Regions from separate parts of the Anser cygnoides genome. Here region 1 is linked to region 2. Evidence: chromatin contacts called from public Hi-C data. All regions are on one chromosome and are shown on one strand. The core of a region is the stretch at or near the end of the contact, and the rest is flanking DNA. Distances in the headings are between cores, read along the strand shown.

Region 1 (4,720 bases), core at 598-3,097, 35 kb before region 2:
CGAACCAAGTAAGCAATACCGAGTGTCACCCAGCAGAGAGCACTGCAGACCCAGGAAGGCTTCTAGGCTGGGGGGATGGATTCTCACAAATTGATCCTCACAATTTTCTAACTGATTTATTTTTTTTATTTTTTTTTATTTTTAGTGGGGGATTCTTCTTCTTTCTTCATTGTTTTTTTTCTTCTGGCAAAGGCAAAAGCTACGATTCAAACAAATCCCAGATCCTCAGGAAGAGTTAAACAGTTGTTTACGTGTTGTCAGACCTGACTAAAAATATAATAAAATTTTGCTCCCCTTGCTCTGAGATGAGATTCAGCTCAGATTTACTCTAGAAGTTGAGCTCTTAAAAACACCAATAATTGGTGTAAAATCACAAGAGTAATCTGTTTTGAAAGAGCAGAGGAAAATCAACGCATCAGCAAAGCTGCATCTGTGATGAATGGAGTAAAATCTCTGGACCTGTCCCTATAGACTGACTTTAAAGAACCATATTTACATTTGATCTTGGCTCCGAGAAGCAAGATAGGCACGTGCCATGGTACCGTCTTACCACACCAGGAAGGAAAGTCATATTCTGAGGTGCCTTTATGAGGAAAGTCATAGTCTCACAGTTTTCCTTGGACTCCTTTTCTATGCCTCATTTATTTGCCTATACATGAGGGATTACATTTCCTGTTCACAGCTTTGTTTCTTGTCTGCTTAGCTTAGGAGTTCTTTGGACAAGAGAGACTTACTTATTAAAGGCTTGGATGCCACTGCGTTGCACTCAGAGATGATTCAGACATTTACGGATTTCATAAACATTCTGAACGCTATTATCCTTACATTATTCTGTGTATGCTACTGACTCGCATTTTGAGTGAAGTATGTTTTGAGGTAATTTGTTACTCAAAACACTGCTTTATTTCTGAATAGTAAGTAGTTAATAGCATCTGCTGTTGAAGCCACGAACTATTCAGGAAAAAAATAGACTAAAAACCCCTTCCACGATACATTTCTTATGACTTGCTAGACAGAACTGATACTAAAAAGAGGAAACCATTCTCTACAGGTCACGTTGTACAAAACATCCTCCCAGCTGTATGTAAGAATCTTGGCTGAGGAGAATCCGGGGTCTGGCGCTGGCTTAGCTTTAATGGCAATTGCTTCCTGGGCAAAGAACTCGATAGGAAAAGGGTAATCTAATAAATTCTACACCCACACAGAGGGACATATTGAATTCATTTCTTCTGGAGTGTGTTCCCCAAAGAGCTCATGATCTGGCCTCCATACTCTGCTGCAGACAGAAGCAGTTTTGCTTAGGTCAAGCCTTCCTGGTATGGTTATGCAGCTTAGCTGCAAAGACACTTCCACGCCAAGTACGAGGCTGCCTGTGCAATGTGTGTTCCATGGCAGCAGTGAGGATTAAGGTCATTTTCTGATAAGCAGTGCTTCAGGCCTTTATCACAAGAGATCACATCAGATGCCACGTTTGTCTTGGCTGAAGGCCGTCCTAGCAGCTCTTCACCAAACACGAACCCATAGGCAGTTGAGCACGCTTCCAGCCCCCCCTAATGTCTCATTAGCCAATGGACGCAGGAAATAAGCCCTGTGAAGCCAAGTGGTCTTTGCACCTTCCCTTGGGACACGGCAGTGCGCGCCCCCACAGCCGCTGCCTCTCCAGAAGTACGACTGCCGTGGCGGTGGCAGCACAAGCACCGCGCCAGGCCCATGGCCAGCTGGACACCGCCAGGTTTGAGTTAAACTCGGGCACACACAGGTGGAGGCAATCCTCCCCACGTCGATCCATGTTATATCAGAAACAATATCTAAAACTTCCCTTTCCTTACTGCAAATCTTTTCTTGCTGTGTGACTCACCGGGATCTGGTCACTTGATCAGATTGCTCTCACGATGTATTCTGGTCAGCTGGGTTTTCACTCGGGATGTATTCAGGTATATTCAGAAGAGGTTCCCTAGGCAATAGGTAAAGCTCACCTGTGACAGTACTGAGGTCAGAGAAATGGCATTAGGAAATCATATATCAGGTCTAGTGCTGATTTACAGCAGCACCAGGAAAGGTGCCCCCATCTCCTTTCTGTTTGTTCTCCTGAGAGGGCCGGTTGTAGCAGCTTCACTTGATTCATGGTTCTGACAAAACAGGGCCTTGGGAATCAACGTCAAGAAATACCTTGGCACATTAGAGTGTGTGATACCCTTTGATACCAGGCAGCCCGTAGAGGTTTGCGTGCACGGGGCAGTTTTTAGCTGTCCCCATTGCAATGCCAATGGCCTAACAAGAAGCGGGCAGCTCTGCGCTGGGACAGCAGCAAACACACAGCTCAGTCTTGTGACATGCCACATCAGGATCAAAGTTCTTCCCAAACTAAGTCTTCTCGCTGCTGTTATCTGGACTGGACCTTGGATTTTTTTTTCTTTCACCTGATGCAATTAAGATGAAGCAATATTTCTTTTTTAAGTCTTTCCCCTGGACATGTTTCATGTGCTGTGGCCAGGAGGAGCTAGTCAATAATTAATAATGCCATCAAAACATACCCTAATGGCTCATCTAAGCAGGGAAGCTGTGCAGGTGCACAGGAATATGTGAATCAACACTGCAAATAGCATATGCCGGTATATTTTTTCATCCAGTTTTATTCTGGTATTTATTCTGATATAAGATGCTTTTTGCCAATTGATGCTACATTGTTTGAAAGCAGATTAGGATAGCCTTCACAAAGAGTTGCTTTTTTTTTGGAGCAAGTAACGGAGAAGGAAGTAGCATCAGTAAAATCTTAGTGGTTTAATTAGGCTGGTATAATTAATGTGCTTCCACGGGTCATTGAGCTGATGAGCCTTTTGGATTGCCACGGATACATAGCACAATGGGATTTCTGTGGCCTAACATAACTGAAATAATAATAGAAAAGGCATAAAAAGAAGCAGAAAATGACAGCAGTAAAGAACACAACATATATATACAAATTTCTTTTATAATTCAACTTTAAAGGGCACATTGCTAGTCTACTTGCAGAATTAGTATTTAGCCATTTCTCTCAAATGCTGGCATTTATTGACAAAATAAAAGGGAAGTCAAAGCTTCTCTTGGATTGTATGGCTGTTTCGCCATTTAACCGTATCTGTAGTGAACTTCTGATCTGAGTAATAAAAATGCAGTCTTAGTGAGCGATGTTTTAAATTGAATCCTATCCATCAGAGTAGCTATTTCTGCACTTAGGCTTTCAAGAGATTAAGGGTGAAATCATTGAAGGCAGAGCCCACTTGGCATGCCAAAAGAACTGCTTTTTCTGCAGTTTATTCAAGATTTGGATAGGTTGTGGATGGGAGAAAGCACAACTAAATGGTAGTTCAGATGCTGAGGGGGTAGAAAGTAAGGAAAAGCTTCCTATGTCAGTCTGTCGGAAATACGTAGTGACAGCTTTCCTCTCTGGCTTTAAATACTCCAAAACTCCTGTCTTTGATCATCATTTCTAATAAGCCTCCTTGAAAATGCTAGTTTGTACCTTGCAATGGGAGCATAATTTCTGCACAGCGTATCATTATTTACAGCAGTATAATTCACGTTTGTTCATGATGATGAATGGGATCCATAGGGCACGCTCGCGTGACTAACACTATTCATTTCCGTGGGACCCGGGCCAGGCCAACTCTTTGCCAGTACAGCTCTCAGTCAGCGTTTCGTTCCAAAGTAAGAGTTCATCGGTAACTCTCCCCTTGCCTTTTGAAATTACAGAAATCTCTGAGCACTAGTAATGCAGTGCTACCTTTTGCCTCAGCCATTCTGCATTCTAACTTGTTCAGCGTCATGCAGCTTAGATGATGCAACTAAACTCATAGCATCCATGCCCAGATGTCATCCAAGTCTTTGTGACCTTTCTGGGTGTAAAAAAATAAAATGTACACGAGTTTTACCCATACGAAGTCCCTGCAATTTTTGTCAGACTGAAAACAATTCTGACAGCTTTGACAGTTCAGGAGATGGACAGAATGTCTTTATTTTAGACACTCTTTTTGAAAGTGGATTTGAAACCTAACAATCATTCATTTTGAGTAATCCCAGCCTTGCATGTAAACAGACTTATTTTTTCCCAATTCAGTTTAGATTTTGAAACCACAACAGCTTTGAAATATCAGTTACTGCAGGTTTTCAATAATTTATAGTGCACAAAAATGTATTTCTGTACTGGAATCTTGCTTCAGGTGTTACAGCAACAAATCTTGTTTTGTTCCATTTTTAACCGTTCCGATTTGGTAACTCCTTGATAGTAGGAACGTTTCTCAATCAGCCAGAGAGCAGATCTCCTTTTCTCCCCTTGAGATGAAATGTGAAGCAGGCGCCCCAGTGTAACAACAATCAAGACCTGTTCCCCACTGTAGTTACAAGAAAGCTCTCCTGCATCTCCCAGGAGAGGTTCGCTCTCCGTTTCTGCCTTCGGTGGGCTGACCTCCACAGCTGGTGATTTTTCTGATTCAGGGCAGGTATAGAAAGATGTAGACTGATGTACAAGCCGGTGTGTTAAGGGAACAGAGAACTGCAGAAAGATGCTGCACTCCTACATGCCAACACCCAAATCAGTTGTGGCAAGTTGGAGAAAGCCATAAACTACGTCAACTTTTGCCCTAGGCCAAAACTCCTTTTTGAACAGGAAACCTGTAAACACAGCAGAGACATGTTTTTTCCAAATGCGAGAATAAAGCAAGACATTTGGCACTTAAGTCTT
Region 2 (4,412 bases), core at 1,901-4,400:
ACAGATTTGCACTATGAGAAACAGGAAGAAGCACTGTTTGTTTTGTTTAGGAAATTCTGAGGGGAAGAAATCTTTTCATACTAAAGTCAAGAGTTCCCAAGATGCCTCTCTCTCAGCTAACCTCATCACCTCTGGTTTCTTTCTGGCTTTTTGAGACATGTTTTTCATACACATATCAGTCAGCTGAAGCCCTTTCCTGCCCCCCTACCCACCCCCCAGTGAATTATTATTGTTTAGATTTTGGCAGAAGGTAGAGATCCCGATGAAGATTGTGGCTGTATTGCCTTAAGTAGGTATTACTGCTGCCCAATTGCTATGCGATACTTAGAGGTCAAATATATAAACAGCTGAAAATGAAGATGTGACAGATTCAGGGAGGAGTGGCCCAGCAGGAGTGGTGCCTTCAGCAATCCCAGAAGTGCTGTCTGCTGGGAATGTGAAAGGTTTGGCAGCGGAGGGAGTGCTCTGCTTGTGCTTCTGTGTGCACGCTGGCTGCATGCACAGCTGTGTGCATAGAGCAGTGCGCTTCATTGTTGGGAAACACTGATACTTGGCCTGTTCGATTAGCTGCTTTATCTGCTTACCTGGGGAGTCATACAAAAAGAGCTCACATTTTAAGTTTGTGAAAATTTTCAAAATTCCTGAATAATAATAGCTGTTACTTGGGACACAGTTAGAAAAATGCCTTGTGGGCTGTCTGAAAGTATGATTAGAAAAGGTTCCAGTGACCAGCTTCATTCTCCGTCCAACTCAGCTAAGATTTTGATAATTAAGCAAATATATATCCATATCACGTAGGTTTGCTTGGGATGTAAAGCTATATATAACCAATACATTAGCAGTCTCTTCTAGAACATAATTCAACATTTAGTTTTAAAAAGATTTTTGAAATACATTGATGCTGACCATTATAATGCACTCTAATGCAAAGGAATCAATAGCCTTTACACCACAACTAGTTTATTGTAGATGGCAAATGAATAATGCAAAATTCAGTGCACTTAACAGCCCAATATTAGACTTCACAATTTGTATAAATCAGAATGCTTTTTGCATTTCCTGAAAGGTAGTACCACGAGGTCTACAGACAGAAAACTACTATTTATTCTTCAAGCCATTAATTGTGTTTTTTTTTTCTTAAGTAAAATATTTGTGATAGTTTTTTAATCTTTGTATAAAACATTTGCTTCTTCAAATTCTTGCTATGAAGTTGTTGCTAGAATGCAATGGAATTGTTCACATTGTAATTCTGAATTAGGGGAATTCCACTGTTCATTATTTACAGGGAAAGTTACCTCAGAATATATGTGTTACGATAACAGCAACAGTATCCAAGCCAAAGCAAGGCCCCTACTGAGCAGAGTAAAAGCAGTATCCCTCCTGGTTTAAACAGTAGCTAGACAAGGTTGGAAAAAGGTATTATTGGATGATTCCTCTAATTCCATGTTTTTCCACAGTGCTGTATTTTAGGCTCAGTTCTGTCTTGATTACACGCTAAAATGTTTTTCCTGGTGCTGCTGCTGTAGGTTATTTACATCACAGATACTGACTCAGGAATGTCTAAGAAGTCTCTGTACAAATCAAACACCTAATTTTATGCTGCTTGCATTATTGTTTTTGAAATAGTGTTTTGAGATTTTCTTCCACATTTGGGCAAATGGAAAATGAGACGTCCTTGTTTCAGCAGCTGGATTTATTTTCAGTTTTTATTTTACTCTATAGTAAGATGATTGATAACTTTTTAATTTACTAATTCAAGTTGATGATTCAAAAATCTGTTTAGCAAATGTTTCAAATTTGACTGAAGAAATGGGATTAAACAAAAACTGAGATGAGTTTATCATATAGTACGCTCTTTCAACATACATGACATACATAGCTGTACTTTTATGTTATGTCAGAACATATTAAACACACTGTAGCGTAATGGCCTGATTACATCCCGCAGAAAGGATTTGGCAATATCAAACCCCACGTATAAACTTTGGAAGTAAAAATAAATAATGTGTACTTCGTCAGAATGGTTCTGTCTTGGAAGAGAAGGGGCCTGCACTCCCTGCCCCTTTCTGTCCCTCCTATGAGAGTTACGGATTTGCAGATTACAGCAGGGCAAGTTGGAAAGGCTCTTTTTGTGTCTGAAATATCTTAAAAGTGCTTTGTGACAGTCAGCGTAAACACTGCCTTCATGATGCTTCAGACAAGGAAAATTAATCGTCTGGGCACAGACTGAGCAAATCTGGACCTGGAAGTAAGGATAAAAAAAGAAAGTCCATTCATTCTCCAGTTCTTTGCTATGCATTTGTCAAGTTTAAATCCTACGTTCAGGAAGTCCTACCTCGATTTGCCCATTTATTTATATCACCAGAAATGTAACACGACTCTAGCACGGAAGGGCATTATTTTGTGCTCCCGCCTGCCCAGAAGGAAAACAAATTAACATTCCCAAGAAGGAAACTGGAAGCGGCTGTTTGTTTGTCCTGCGCTCCGCATATCCTCCTCTCCTGAGTCACGAAGAGCAGACGGTTGGCTCGGGACCGTAACGAGCTTTAAAAGGCATTTCTGCGTGCGACGTTACGCAGCTCTGCGGTGAGCTCTGGAGATGTAACAAAAGCACGAAATAAGCCGTTCATTAAACGACCTTTTTTATTCTTTAGGAGCAGCCGCCGTGCCCCCGGCCCGCAGGCAGTGCCGGTGCCGGAGGCGTGCTGCCGGCCCCGCCCTTTGTGCCTGAGGGGGACGCGGGCAGGGCCCCCCCCCCGCCGCGGGCTCATTCACCGATTGCAAGGGAAACCCCCGAAACAGCGGGCTGCTCTGAGGAGAACCCGGCGCCTTTCGGTGCTTTTTTCACTCGCGGGGCTTTCTGCCGCTCTCCCCCCGGCTCCGCAGGGCGACCGGCGGCTAACAGCCGGGGGGCGCCGCGGCGGGGTCCCGAGGCGGCCGGAGCCGCCCCCGGCCGCCCCCCGGCCACCGGCGGGGCCTCTCCGCGGCGCAGGCGCGGAGCCGCGGCCGGGCGCAGGCGCGGTGCTCGCCCGGGGCCGCGCAGGCGCCGCCCGCCGCCGCCCGCGTCTCGGCGCTCCCCCTGGCGCGGCGGCCGCGGCGCTGCTGCTCGGCGGGCGGGCGGGGGCGGCCGGGCTCCCGCTTCCGGCGTGGTGTCATGGCGGGCCCCGGGCGCTGAGGGCCGCGGGCAGCCGAGGGCCCCGGAGCGCGCCAGGGATCCGCAGCCGCCGCCCTCGCCCCGCGCCGCCGCCGCCGCCGCCCCCCCCCGGGGATCCGCCCCCTGCCTGGCCGGCCGGGCGGGGGGCCATGGCGGCCCACAAGCCGGTGGAGTGGGTGCAGGCCGTGGTGAACCGCTTCGACGAGCAGGTAGCGGGGGCGGCGGGCGCTGGGCCGGGGGCAGCCGCCTCCCGCCCGCCCCCCGCGGCCGGGCCCTGCCGGGGGCTCCTCCGCGCCCCCCGCTCCTCAGCGCCCGGCTGCGCCGCGGGGCCCGGCCGGAGCGGGGCGGGCTCGGGGCTCGGGGCTCGGGGCGCCCTTTGTGCGGCGCTGGGTGGGGCCCGCGGGGCCGCCCGGCTGCCGGCACCGCCCGGGGGTCGCGGCCGCCTCGCTGCGGGGGGCGCAGGGCCCAGGGGCTGGGGCCGAACCGGCTGCGCCCCCCCTCCAGCTCCCCCGGGAACGCGCTTGGCGTTTGTGGAGGGCCTCGCGGGTGTTGCTGCTTGGGTTTAACTTCTTCTCGTTCACCAGAAGGGAATTAAAGCCTCAGAGATGAGCGCGGGGACTACGTGCCGCTGCGCAGGCAGCTCTGCCTCCTAGCCCGTAGCCGGCGGTGGGTGTCGTGCGGATCTCACCCGCAGCGCCGGCAGCGCGGCCGTCTGGGATGGAGAAGGTGTCCCAGGGCGTGCTGTGGCAGTGACACGTATTTACTGCTCTTTGTAAAAATCAGTGCCGGTAGCTGGGAGAAGGGTTTTCTAGATAGAAGGAAGAGCGGTGCGCTGGCCTTGGACTTGGTGCTTCGCTGACCCACGTGAAGAAACTGCTCACTGGGGTTAGGTGGCACGATTCGCTCAGCGAGGCTCAGCTCAGTGCTTACACCCCACATTTTTTCCCCCAAGATGCTTTCCTGGCACATAAGCGGGATCTCGGTTTAGGCTGAACGATCAGTTTCTGTCATGCCTCACCTTGCTGTTCCGTGAGTACCTCCTTTGTGCCGCCAAAGACCCAGCCCAGCCTAACTCCTGTCGAAGGCACGAAGCTGGTCCTGTAGATTGGATTTTGTTCACCTGCCTTATTCACGTGTCCCTGGTAGTGATGCTTGGCTTTTGACAACCTGCAGCAAGATTGCAGCCTAGTGGAATAAAAATAAGCTGCTTCTTTTTATGTTTATTTGAAAACTGCTCTGAATGAAGCTTATTTAAAAA

Evidence for each region. A called contact is a pair of places that touch in the nucleus more often than the background predicts.
Region 1: a Hi-C map of liver shows a contact between it and region 2, with 3 times the contacts expected there. The contact joins the enhancer-like site here to the promoter of NF1 in region 2. A contact is called at or near these places in 5 of 7 Hi-C or Micro-C datasets (fetal liver, granulosa cells and liver).

What each region holds. Positions count from the first base shown.
Region 1 is chr18:12,039,753-12,044,472 of Taihu_goose_T2T_genome, reverse strand. No RefSeq gene overlaps it. Among named protein-coding and RNA genes, the nearest start is that of WSB1, 16 kb to the right of the region's middle. Within about 2 kb of position 1,847, at least 2 of the 3 cell types and tissues checked have open chromatin away from gene starts, as enhancers often do. A contact at or near this core is called in fetal liver and liver, where this site is marked.
Region 2 is chr18:12,006,689-12,011,100 of Taihu_goose_T2T_genome, reverse strand. It overlaps NF1 (neurofibromin 1), which reads left to right and starts at 3,150. Exons shown (of 57, transcript XM_066979781.1): 1 at 3,150-3,363. The coding sequence starts at 3,304.